2 separate regions of the Sus scrofa genome follow, and region 1 is linked to region 2. The links are chromatin contacts, called in public Hi-C maps. All regions are on one chromosome and are shown on one strand. The core of a region is the stretch at or near the end of the contact, and the rest is flanking DNA. Distances in the headings are between cores, read along the strand shown. Region 1 has its middle 140 kb from the start of TRNAD-GUC. Region 2 holds the start of DAPK1 (death-associated protein kinase 1).

Region 1 (6,713 bases), core at 2,998-5,497, 140 kb after region 2:
TGGAGCTTCCCAGGCTAGGGGTCGAATTGGAGCTGTAGCCACCGGCCTACGCCAGAGCCACAGCAACGCGAGATCTGAGCTCCATCTGCCACCTACACCACAGCTCATGGCAACGCCGGATCCTTAACCCACTGAGCAAGGCCAGGGATTGAACCCGCAACCTCATGGTTCCTAGTCGGATTCGTTAACCACTGCACCACGACGGGTACTCCCTACACTGGGGAGGTTTTAAGCTAAGGGTACATGCATGTTCGCGAAGGGACTTGGGTGCTGGACAGGTAGGTCCAAGCTTTAGTTGATTGAAGCCACGAGGGTCCGAAAAGGTCAATATCATCCATCCTCCCTCCGGTTCAAGTGATCAAGGGCCTCAGACTATTCTTTACTATTGGAAAACTGGACGTCTTTGCAACTCTTTCGTATTATTACTTTTCTTGCCATTTTATTTATTTTTTATTTTTTAATTGTTATTTCCCAGTACAATTTTTTTTCTACTGTACAGCATGATGACCCAGTTATACATACATGTACACATTCTTTTTTTCTGACATTATCATGCTCCATCCTAAGTGACTAGACATAGTTCCCAGTGCTACACAGCAGGATCTCATTGTCTCTTGCCATTTTAATTTATTATTATTATTTTTCTTTGTAGGGCCACCCCTGTGGTGTATGGAAGTTTCCAGGCTAGGGGTCGAATTGGAACTGCAGCACTGGCCTACACCACAGCCACAGCAATGCAGGATCTGAGCCGCCTCTGTGACTTACACCACAGCTCATGGCAGCGCCGGATCCTTAACCCACTGAGCGAGGCCAGGGATTGAACCCACAACCTCATGGTTCCTAGTCGGATTCATTTCCGCCGCACCACAATGGGAACGCCAACGAGTCTGGTTTTCTTAGAGCGTTAAAAGAATAGGACTCAGCCCTCCTCTTGAGCAACACCAGAGCTCCCTTGCCCCCATCTTAGAGTGGCTCTTGGTCCTCCTTTCAATTTCTTGATTTGTTCTAAGATGCTCGGGATTTTCCTGTCAAGTTCCCAGGAATTTCCAGCAGAGGGAGAAAATAGAGCTTTCCAGGAGTTCCCTGAGGGAAAATCATCTGACCCTGACTTTAGCTTTTGGAAGATGACCTGAGATAAATCAAAGAAAGGCTTAGCAATATGGACCCAATGTTGAGGTATAAACAGGCATTTCTGAACCGTGGTTCCATCTTGCCTGATAAACAATCTTTAAATATCCAGAATAATTACTCAACTGTCTCCAGGAAGACAGCAGGACCATGGTGGGGGTGGGGTGGGGTGGGGGGGTTGGATGGGGGGTGGGGCTGTGGGGGTGGGGGAGGGTGGGGTGGGAAGGTGGGAGGTGGTTCTGCAATTAGCTGGCATGGGTTTGAATCGCAGGCTCTTCCCTTCTAGTGGCGAGTTTGGGGCAAGTTACTTTACCTCACTGAGCCTCAGTGTTCTCATCTGTAAAAAGGGAAGAATATTCTTACCCATCTCCTTCACCATGCTGACGGCTGATCACAATAATCGCTGTACCTGGCTTATTGTGAGGGAATAACATGATGCTGTAACATATGTGGGGATCAAATCCTTGTCTACCATGAAACTCCAAAATCTTGACTTCTATTATTTTTTTTTCCTTTTTTTTTTTTTTTTTTTTTTTTTTTTTAGGGCTGCACCTGCAGCATATGGAGGTTCCCAGGCTAGGGGTTGAATCAGAGCTGCAGCTGCTGGTCTACACCATAGCCACAGTGATGCAGGACCTGAGCCGTGTCTGCCACCTACACCACAGCTCATGGCAACGCCGGATCCGTAACCCACTGAGTGAGGCCAGGGATTGAACCTGCGTCCTCATGATTACAAGTCAGATTTGTTTCTGCTGAGCCATGATGGGATCTCCTTGATTTCTATTATTAGTAGTATTAATTTTGTGTATTTTAGTTTATTTTTGGCCTCACTGAGGCATGTAGAAGTTCCCTGGCCAGGGATCAAACCTGTGCCACAGCAGTGACCTGAGTCACAGCAAGGACAACACCAGATCCTTAACCACTAGGCCACCAGGGAACTCCTTGACTTTTGTTTATTTCTTTTTAAAAATGTATTGATTTTTGGAGTTCCCATTGTGGCTCAGTGGGTTAAGAATCTGACCAGTAGGAGTTCCCATCATGGTTCAGCGGAAATGAGTCCGACTAGAATCCATGAGGATGCAGGTTCGAACTCTGGTCTTGTTCAGTGGGTTAAGCATCCGGCATTGCTGTGGCTGTGGTGGAGGTTGCAGACACAGCTGGAATCCCGAGTTGCTATGGCTGTGGCTGTGATGGGCAGGTACAGCAATGATTCAACCCCAAACTGTGGAACTCCATGTGCCATGGGTGTGGCCCTAAAAAGACCAAAAAAAAAAAAAAAAAAAAAAAAAAAAGAATCTGACTAGTACCCATTAGGATGCTGGTTTGATCCCTGGCCCAGATCAGTGGGTTAAGGATCTGGTGTTGCTGTGAACGGTGGTGCAGGTCGCAGACATGGCTCGGATCTGGTGTGGCTGTGGCTGTGGTGGAGGCCAGCAATTGCAGCTCCAGTGCGACCACTAGCCTGAAAACTTCCATATGAAGCCTTAAAAAGAAAAAACAAGAAAAAAAGAGAAAAAGAAAAATGGATATGAAGTAAGGAGGCGGGCGTGGGGTGGGATCTGAGTCATGGCTGCCCTGCCTGGTGCTGTTGCCCTTCTTCTCTGGGACCACAGGTGATGGGAACGGCAAAGGAAGGTGAAATTAAGAAAATTAAGGAATGTATGTGCCGGCTCTAAAAGTACTTTGCTTCACAGCCGGATCTCCTATTTTTGCAGGGTGCATGGGGTTTTTTCATTCAGGCTTTGTTCTTTTAGGAAGGTACTGGGGGTGAGGGGGCCGGACGTGGGGGTGTCATTCGTGAACCATAAAGAAAGAAAACTGGAGTTTGGGGCAACAATGGAGAAGCTCTTGGAGTAAATTTTTGTCATAAAAATAAAGAAAATACTGGCTGAATTTTTTTTTTTTTTTTTTTTTGTCTTTTTCTAGGGCCACACCCATGGAGGTTCCCAGGCTAGGGGTCCAATTGGAGCTGTAGCTGCTGGCCTACGCCAGAGCCACAGCAATGGGGGATCCAAGCCACATCTGTGACCTACACCACAGCTCACGGCCATGCCAGATCCTTAACCCACTGAGTGAGGCCAGGGATCGAACCCTCAACCTCATGGTTCCTAGTCGGATGGTTAACCACTGCGCCACGATGGGAACTCCTGAATTATTTTCTTCCTCAAGGCTAAGATAGAACAAGGTGTGGAGAGACTGCTTCTGATGGGCCTGTAAAATCATGTGAGCGAAATTTTGGATGACTAGCTCAACATTGCTCTCTTAAATTTTCTTTTTTTACTTTTTAGGGCTGCACCCTCAGCATATGGATGTTGGCAGGGCAAGAGTGGAACTGGAGCTGCAGCTGTCGGCCTACACCACAGCCACAGCAATGAGGGATCCGATCCATGTCTGTGACCTACACCAGAGCTCACGGCAATGCGGGATCCTTAACCCACTGAGCAAGGCCAGGGATTGAAGCCGCATCCCCCTGGTTACTAGTCAGATTCATTTCTGCTGAGCCACATCGGGAACTCCTACATTTCCTAATATTTTTAAAATTAAAGTTAACTGAGGACAGTTGTGCTTTCGGTAATATCAGAATCTACAAGCTTCGTTCAACTCTACCCCATCCCGAATAGCTGCAAGTATATATTTTCTCCTTCTAACTATGCTTTCGATCTCCATTCTGATTATTGCAAGTTATGCAAATCAAGCTGGAGAAAAGATTTAATTCAATCAACTATGGGTCGGCTTACCCTCATTTGAATATTAGCTGTCGTCTATATGTAAATGACTAGGCAGAGAAGGAAACTTGTTGCTCTACCCCGTGACCAATCCAGATGGATTGTGCCAGATCTCAAGGTCAGGTTCAAAGTCAAATTGCTTGTGGGAGGTTTTCTGTGGGCCCGGGAGCAGGATGCTCCACTTTCCAGGTCTGTGCTGGGGCTGACTCTAAAAGAGGGCTGATTTTTTTCGACACTGTCAGCAAGACTTCCATCTTGTCCATTATTTGTGATGTGAAAGAGAGATGGAGGGAGAGACAGAGGGATTGTTTCTCTAGGCTGAGAAATCTCCATTCACTCAAACGCAGCTGCATTCTTCACATACCAGGTCCAGGAAGGCAGCTAAGGTATCCATTCCCAGAGGACAAGTAGGACAGGAGGCTGTCTGGAGCGGTGAGCAAGCTCAGAGGAGAGAGATTCTCTCCAAATCTCACAAAGGGCAAGAACAGAGAAATTATCTGCAGAGACTGAGTCTTTAGCCCAAGGTGGGGGGTGGGGGTAGTGAAAGAGGGAAGGGAGCAGAGGACAAGCTAAGAAAGAAGGGGAGTTCCCACTGCAGCTCAGTGGGTTAAGAACCTGACTGGTATCCATGAGGATTTGAGTTCCATCCCTGGCCTCACTCAGTGGGTTAAGGGGTCTGGCTTTACTGCAAGCAAAAATAAAACAAAGAAAGAAGCCTCCTCAGGGCCACAAGCAAAACATTGTCTCTTTGAAGTACTAACCCTGCTTTTAGGTTGTGGAGGAAGGACAGAGAGGGGAAGGCTGGGTTATAAACATGCTATTTGTTTATCACGAAGGTGCTAAATCAGTTTCCAGGCACCGATGTTGTTTCGCTTTAGAAATCTAGAGATGTGTTCTTCCTGGAAGGCTGACCAAATCCGAGAGTAGATTCGTCCTCTTCCTCTTCTATTTTTTTTCCCCCCTCCCACTAAACTGGGTCAGGGAGAGAGTTTCATATTTGTGTTGTTGTTGTTACACTGCCAGCTCAGGAGTAAGATGATTGGCTGAGACTTAGAGCTTAACAATTAACGTTAAATACAGGCAGCTGGCTGGGGTTTGATTAAAAGCCACAATCAAGAAATCTGGCAATCTGGAATTTCGTGATGGCTGAAGTCTGTTTTTTTTTTTTTTTTTTTTTAACCCCATCTGCACAATCGCTAGTCTTTCAGGGCCTTTTGCTTTACTGATACATTCATTTTTGATGTTTAAAAAATTGGCAGAAGGCGCTCCTCATTCAGAAGGACCATCCGCACCTGCACTCCTCTTTGGGGTGTGCTTCACTGTCTTGCTTCTGTCTTAAATAAAAAGCTATTTCTTTGTGTCTCCCTGGCCCCCCAAAAGGCAGAAATCCTCTGAAGTCATGCAAGATTCCTTGATTCTGAAACAGCTGAGGAGTGCTCTGTTGCTGCCCATGTGATTTGGAGTTTCTGCTCCATTTGATGAAAACGAACACTGAAGACACAGGTCAGTTTGTTAGCACAACGTTTAATTTGTCTTTTTTTCTCCTACTCAATTAATTGCTCATAAATGGGAAAACAAAACATCTCAACCCCCTTCCACTGGCCGGGCTGTTCTGCAGGCTGTATTTCGTTGTTTCTAGCGCCACCTTGTGGACGACACCTACATTTACACTACGTATGGCGGTCAAGAATGGATTCATGTTAATACATTGTCCATGTAACTTCTTGGTGATGAAATCTAAATATAATGATCACTTAGTTTCTATTAGAGAAATATTTAAGAAAATATATTATAATAGGAAATACTAATTGTGGTGAATATGGAAATTGTGCACCACTGTGAAATATATGAAGCCTATATAGTTTGGGGTCTGTGTACCTTTTCAAATCATGGTTTTCTCCAGATATATACCCAAGAGTGGGATTGTTGGATCATATGGTAGATATATATTTAGTTTTGTAAAGAACCTCCATTCTGTTTTCCATAATAGTTGCACCAACTTACATTCCCACCAGTGGTGTAGGAGGGTCCCCTTTTCTTCACACCCTCTCCGGCATTTATTGTTTGTAGGCTTTTTGATGATAGCATTCTGACTGGTATAAGGTGGCACCTCATTGTGGTTTTGACTTGCATTTCTCTAATAGTTGGTGATGTTAAAAATCTTTTCATGTGCCTATTGGTCATCTGTCTGTCCTCTTTGGATAAATGTCTATTTAGATCTGCCCTTTTTTTTTTTTTTTTTTTTCTTTTTAGAGCTGCATCCACAACATATGGAGGTTACCAAGCTAGGGGTTGAATCAGAGCTACAGCTACCAGCCTACACCACAGCCACAGCAATGCCAGATCCTTAACCCAGTGAGCGAGGCCAGGGATCAAACCTGCAGCCTCATGGTTCCTAGTTGGATTCGTTTCCGCTGCGCCATGACGGGAACTCCTTGTGCGCATTTTTTTTTTGATTGGGCTTTTTTTTTTTTTTTTGAGATGTTTGTATATTTTGGAGATTAATCCCTTGTTGGTTGCTTTGTTTGCAAAGATTTTCTCCCATTCTGTGGGTTGTCTTGTACAACTTGCCTTCTTTATCCTATGACTTATAGCAAAGCTGTAGAATCAATTTTGGCAAGCGTGACTTAGACACTTACAGAATTGTCAAAACTGTCATATTTGTAGGCACTCAAAAGTACAATTTTTGTAGTCAAAGCTGAACATTAACTTTTTTGTGTGTGTGCATTTTTGATATAATTATTCCAGTTCCTTGTAGAGGCAAATGGATGTTTCTGGCAGAATGGGGGAAGAAATGAAACCAGAAAAGCACATCAATATCCTTCAATAAACTATTGCCTTCATTTCATTGTCATTAGT
Region 2 (6,605 bases), core at 1,112-3,611:
TTAGACCAGGGCACTACCTACCCTGTCAAATCCCTGGTGAAAGGGAAACCCATCCAGCCCTTGGAGGCCCCCAATGAAATCCTTCTTTGTTCACCTGGAACTGAAAGGCTTCACATTCAGAATCACAGCTCCCTCCCACAGCACTGGAAGTATGCTCTGAATCCAGATAGCCATATTAGACTCTCAATCAGGGATTTGTTAAAAATTTAACGTTGCGAATGAAACCAGAGCAACCACTGAGACCAACCACGTAATTAAATTCATGGTTCAAGGAAGTTTCAAAATCCAATTCAACATCTGACAAGTCTCCATGTGTGACCTACCTATACTTGTGCATATCACTCTTGAAAACTCAGAAAAAGGGCAAGTCTTAAGCTTTTAAAAATAAGCCTATTAATCAGTTTGTACTTCGTCTAAATCACACATAAGAGCGAACTCCAGCCGCAATTATATCTCAGCTTCTGCCTTATTCTGGCAGAAGGACCACGGCTGACAAGAGTTACTGCAGACAATTAAATCTCTTGTCCAGGAGTCTTGATCCATACACCCTGTGTCATAATCTAACACTGAAATCGCCCCTCCACCCCCCAGCCCCCAGGATTAGGTCGTTTATTTCTGGTCCCTGGTCGTCACTGGGTTAGTAACTCTTTTCTCTATAATTTGCGTGTCTCCTGGAAGGGCAAGGGAGACGCCTGATTTCAAACTGCATTTGTTTACCGCCCACTGCTTGCAATAACATGCATTCGCACAACCCAGAAGCGTGCGCTTCCGGCACCCCCAGTACCTGCCAAGTTCCTCGCCGGTGTCGTAGTAATCGTCCACGTTTTCCTGCCTGAACACCGTCATGATAAACTGTCACGCCTCACCAAAGCCCAGCGCACTTCAGCTCCGCTTCCCAAACCATCACCACCGCTCCTGCTCCTGCGCCTCCGTGGGCCCCTCATGCATGAGAGTCCCGTCCTTTAAAAAAAAAAAAAAAGGTAATAAGAATAACAAAATGACAACTCCCAAAGGAAGTACCTCTCCCCAGGGCTAAGACCCACTTGCTGAAGACCACCTCTCCGGAGCTGCCCCTCCCCTCCGGGTGGAGAGGAGCACTCTTTGTTAAACCCAAGCCAGGGACGCCCCCAGCCCCGCATCGCCCGCGCACGCGTGGGGCCGAGCACAACCGCACCCCAAGGTCCGCTTCCCCGAAAGCAAGGCGCTGGGCTAGGATCAAAATCGGCTCCGGAAGTGGCTGGCCTCCCCGCCTCCTCTTTCTCTGCACACACACGCCCACCCAGCTCCCCACCTCCAGGGGCGCCGCGGAAGAATGAAGCCCTCACCCGGGCGGAACACTGCTCGCTGGAAGCATCCCTCTCCTGCCTGCAGCGGCGGTGCAGCCCCCGCGCCACCTCTCGGCTCCCGCACCTCCCCGGCCACCTTCTCTCCTCCCTCGAGTCACGCAGTCCCCAGAGGCACATTCCTGGCGACTCCCGCTCCGTTACCCGGCCGACCCGGCTTGCGGCCGCCCGGGGGAGCAAGGGAGGGAAGGGAGCGGCCGAGGGAGGCGCGGCCGCCCGCTCCCGGTCCCCGCGCCTCGACACAAAGCGCCCGGCCCGCGCCACCTGTTTCCACCCGCCCCACGAGGCCGGGGGCCCCTCCCGACTGTGATCCCACTTCTCCCCGCAGTCAAGTTTACCCCGCCTCGGCCTTCCCGGTGGTCCAGGCGGCTGCCGGGGCAAACCCCGCCGCGCCGCGGCCGCGAAAGCAAAAGCAGGCGGCGGGGCCCGGGAGGAGCCGGAGAGCCGCGCGCGGCCACTCACCCGGGCGCCCGGGAGCTGCCCGGGTCCCTCCGGAGCGCTGTCCGAGGCCAACGGTAGGCGCCAGCGCCGGGAGCGAGCGGGGCGGCGGCGGGAGCGCAGGGAGGCAGCAAGTGAGGACGCTGATCCCGCGCGCGTCCGCCCGGCGTCGGCTCGGCTGAGCTCTCCCGCTCCAGCTGCAGAGCAGCCCTCGGCTCCTCGCCGCCTTCCGGGCGGAGGGCGGCCGGCAGGCGGCCAATGGGGGACCCCGCGGGCGGGCTGGCGACACGGCCCACCCACCTCCGAGCTGCCCGGCCCGGCCGTTGCTGCGGGTGCTGTGCTGCGCTGGCTGCTCCTCCCCGCTCGGGGCTCGCTGGCGCGCTCTACCGCGCACACCCCCGCACACACCCACTCACCCCGCACCCGCGTGGGGAGCGCAGCCATCGCGGCCGCGCGCACCGTGGGCGCCCCACCTGTGACACGCCGAGACCTGCCTCCTTTGGCGGGATTCCAGGGAAATGTCCTGCAAATGTGTCCTGAGCGCCTAGGGTGGGCCAGGCACTGTGCTCGGCACCAGGAAATCGCAGGGAGCGTAATAGGTTTAAAAAAATCCCTGCCCTCATGACACTTGCATTATGGTGGCGAAGCCAGACAATAAATATGTAAGCAAATAAACGAGATCACTTTAGATCCATTCTATGGAGACAAAATTGAAGGATAATGAGATAGAGAATGACAGAGCGGGAGTGGGCCACATTAGGTGGCGTTCCCCTCCTGGACAGGGCTTTTGAGCTGGGATTTGAACTATAAGAAGGTATGAGGAGTTCCCGCCTTGGCACAACTGGATCAGCGGCATCTTGGGAAGAACGCAGGTTCGATTCCCCCATAGGCCGGTACAGCGGGTTAAGGATCCAGTGTTGCAGCGGCTGCAGTTAAGGCCACGTCTATGGCTCGGATCTGACTCCTGGCCTGGGAACTTCAGATGTACAGGGTGGCCAAAAAATGAAAAAAATAAAAATAAAAAAGAAGGTATGAAACCAGAGAAGAAAGGTTTTAGGTCTCAGAGGCCCAAGGAAGCAGCAGAAATGAAAGGTCTATGCGTGCTGTCCAATATGGTATTGAGTACAGATGACTTGACATGTGGTTAGTCCCAAATGAAGAGTCCAAGAAGGGTGAAATACACATGGGATTCCAAGACTTGAATATTTTTTATATTAAATGCATGTTCAAATGATAATATTTGGGATGTGTTGGGTTAAACAAAAGCTATTATCAAAATTAATTTCACCTTTTCCTTTTTAAAATACAGATACTAGAAAATATGAGTACCTGTGTGGTTTGCAGTTCTATTTCAGTGGGCTGTGCTGCTCTACACAGAGACCCCATGTCTACTGGAGACCCTTATCCATACTCTCTGCTTCTTCTTTTTTTTTTTTTTTTTTTTGTCTATTTAGGGCCGAACCCATGGCATATGGAGGTTCCCAGGCTAGGGGTCCAATCAGAACCATAGCCACCAGAGCCACAGCAATGCAGGATCCAAGCCATGCCTTCAACCTACACCACAGCTCAGGGCAATGCCAGATCCTTAACCTACTGAGCGAGGCCAGGGATTGAACTCATGTCCTCATGGATGCTAGTCCAGTTCGCTAACTGCGGAGCCACAACGGGAACTCCTTCTTATCTTTTTTTTTTTTTTTCCCCTTTCCATACACTCTACTTCTTACCCCATGCCTCCACCAAGCCCTGGAGTAGGGGGAACAGAAAGGATATTTCCCATAGGAACTGCTGGGGAATCACTAAAACTGAAAAGCTCCTTCAGAGAACTGAGAATTACTAAAACTTTGTAAACCCTCTGAGATTTCAGAGCCATGTCATGGTTCAAATTTCCAGATTTTCTAAAATGAGATGGTTTACACTCTCTTTAGGTCAACAAAAATTTTTGAAGGGGGCGGGGAATGCCCATCAGCTCTTATGCTTTATGTCAGACCTTCCTCTTTAAAGAACAGTTCATTCAATGGCCCAAAGGAAGGGCATGCGTTCATGATGATGGAATCAAGATTCCAAATTGGGAAATTGATAAGTGGTTCGTTTGAGAGTTGATACAAAAGGATCTGAAGAGGTGAGAAATGCAGTCAAAAATAATAACAAAAAAAAATGATTCATCTGGGGGAAATGCAACTGAATACATCTGTTGGAGGGAAACAGATTCTTGGAAAATTCGAAAATGCTGATGGATGACTGCTTTAAGGGTAATATTTTTCCTGTGAAATAAATGTGTGTTTTCCAAGACAATGAGAAGGACTGGCTCCGTTTGGGGACTAGCATGTTTTTTTTTTTTTTTTTTTTTTGGTCTTTTTGCCATTTCTTGGGCTGCTCCCGCAGCATATGGAGGTTCACAGGCCAGGGGTCTAATTGGAGCTGTAGCCGCTGGCCTACACCAGAGCCACAGCAACGCGAGATCCTTAACCCACTGAGCAAGGCCAGGGATCAAACCTACAACCTCATGGTTCCTAGTTGATTCGTTAACCACTGAGCTACGACGGGAACTCCCTAGCATGTCTTTTCTACATGCTGATCACAGGAGAGCTTCTACAGTAGCAAAAAAGTGCAGGCAGGGCTTGGGAGTCACAAAATTGGATCCAGTATGGGTGGAACCATTCAACCCTAGCTGTGAATGACCCTGGCTGGGTCCCTTTCCTCTGAGTTTCACATCTGCCCTAATTTAGGCAAGCATTTTAGAGAGGGAAATGTGCCCAGACATTCAATGAAGATGCAGAGTCTAATTCTCCCCATGAATACGAGTTGGCATGAGTGGCTTGATTCTAAGAAACTGTACAAGTGATGCGGTGTAACATCCTTCTAAGGTTTGGCCATAAGGTGTTAGAGCTTCTGCCTGCTTAAAACTCTCTCTTGCTCACTCTCTTGCTCTTGCTCTCTCCACTCACTCTGGAAGCCTTCAGCTGCCATGGTTACCCTGGGGCTGCCATGTGGAGAGACCACAGAGAGAAGCCCAAGGAAGCCAGCTGTTCCAGCCCCACCCCCACCCCCAGCTATTCGTGTCTTCACAGCCCAAGTTCTGTGAGTAGCATAAATGATTGGTACTGTTTTAAGTCACTATCTTGGGGTGGTTTATTAGAGGCAATAGATAACTCATAAGAAAACCTAACTCAATGTGTACCACATGCCAGGCAGATGAAATTATCTCTTGCTTAATCTTCAAACAACTCTGTAAATCAGTTGTTTTTTTCCACTTTATACTACACCTTCTTCGTCTCAGTTCCACCACCTGCCAAATGAGGAAGATAATAGACCCGGTGTATTCCTCAGAGTTGCTGGGAGATTCAATAGAGATAATGCATGAAACAGGACCTTGTACATTGTAAGAGACACCAGAATGTTGATATTACATTTTCTGTCATGTTCCAAGCAAGAAGAACTTTGAAAGACATCTCTTCCATGGAGGATAACTAAACTATTAATCCTGAAATTATGAGATTCAAGCTGTAAGGGACTTCCATGAAAAGAACTTGATGATGTTATGGACTATGGCTTATGATAATCGTGGTAATAACATTTAAAACAGACTCAAGTAGAGAATTTAGGACATTATTTTAAATCTGCATTAATCAGGGTAAAATAACTGTTGCTATAAAATGCCACAGATCTCGGAAGTTTGACACATTCATGGTTTATTTCTTGCTCTCAGCACAGATGTTTGCAGGGACCAGAAAAAGGGCTCTGTAATAGTCATAGTCATTCAGGGACCCAGGCTTCTGCCTTTTCATAGACCCATGGTTACCTTGGTGCATTGAGTTTCTCCATTGATATTTTTCATTCTCTGAAGAGAGAAGAGAGAATCCATAGAGGACTGTATTGGAGATTTATTTCGGGGGGTCAAGTTTGAAGTCTGAGGCTTAACCATTTCTTGGGCAAGATGTTCTAAGATAAATCAAAGTGAAACACACTAGCTCAGTTTACCTTTGGGTTTTTGTTGTTTTTTGTTTTGTTTTGTTTTGTTTTTGTTTTTGTTTTGTCTTTTTAGGGCTGTATCCGTGGCATGTGTAAGTCTCCAGGCTAGAGATTAATCGGAGCTGCAGCTGCTGGCCCATGTCACAGCCACAGCAACACAGGATCCAAGCTGTGTCTGTGACCTACACCATAGCTCATGACCTATACCACAACTCACGTCAACACCAGATCCTTAACCCACTGAACAAGGGCAGGGATCAAACCTCATGGCTACTAGTTGGATTCGTTACTGCAGAGCCACAACAGGGACTCTATGGGTTATTTTTTAATAACTTGCCTTTGGCTTTTATCAAGGGCTAATAGATATATACTTTTAAAGACATTTGTTTTTCGTTTGTTGGTTTGGTTTGGTTTATTTGCTTGTTTTTGCCTACGTCCATGGCATGCAGAAGTTTCCGGCCACGGATCAAACCTGCACTGCAGCAGCAATCTGAGCCATAGCAGTAACAATGCCAGGTCCTTAACCCACTGAACCACCAGGGAACTCCCAAGGGCTAATGATTTTTAAATGGCCTCATGAAGAATGTTTCTGTACCTGTGGTTTCCCTATTGAAGAGAGTGCCCATTATACAGTTGCATGCCTCTTAAGTAGACAGTCACATGACTGAAATTCCTCTTAGCACTGAGTGCTAAGAGAATGTATCACTCCTGATTAAATTAGACAATGAAAATTACAGAGCTCACTCTCTTCTCCATTTGCCCCTGGCTTCCAGGAAGCATATGGCAAGGTTAGAAAGTACAATCCTCCAAGTAGTGTCCAATTTACCATATTCTCTGAATCAATCAATAAGCATT

What was found. A called contact is a pair of places that touch in the nucleus more often than the background predicts.
Region 1: a Hi-C map of epiblast stem cells shows a contact between it and region 2, with 2.7 times the contacts expected there. The contact joins the enhancer-like site here to the promoter of DAPK1 in region 2. A contact is called at or near these places in 1 of 5 promoter capture datasets (liver), 12 of 47 Hi-C or Micro-C datasets (alveolar macrophages, brain, embryonic fibroblasts and 8 more) and 1 of 2 datasets of contacts at active chromatin or transcription factors (alveolar macrophages).

The regions. Positions count from the first base shown.
Region 1 is chr10:28,086,519-28,093,231 of Sscrofa11.1, forward strand. No RefSeq gene overlaps it. Among named protein-coding and RNA genes, the nearest start is that of TRNAD-GUC, 140 kb to the right of the region's middle. Within about 2 kb of position 4,248, at least 16 of the 83 cell types and tissues checked have an H3K27ac peak or open chromatin away from gene starts, as enhancers often do. A contact at or near this core is called in epiblast stem cells and omental adipose tissue, where this site is marked.
Region 2 is chr10:27,952,347-27,958,951 of Sscrofa11.1, forward strand. DAPK1 (death-associated protein kinase 1) reads right to left here and starts at 2,362. Exons shown (of 26, transcript XM_021064621.1): 1 at 2,255-2,362; 2 at 785-960. The coding sequence starts at 846. It overlaps LOC106507907 (basic proline-rich protein-like), which reads left to right and starts at 1,313. Exons shown (of 2, transcript XM_021064271.1): 1 at 1,313-1,858; 2 at 4,735-5,984. The coding sequence starts at 1,313. The coding sequence ends at 4,863.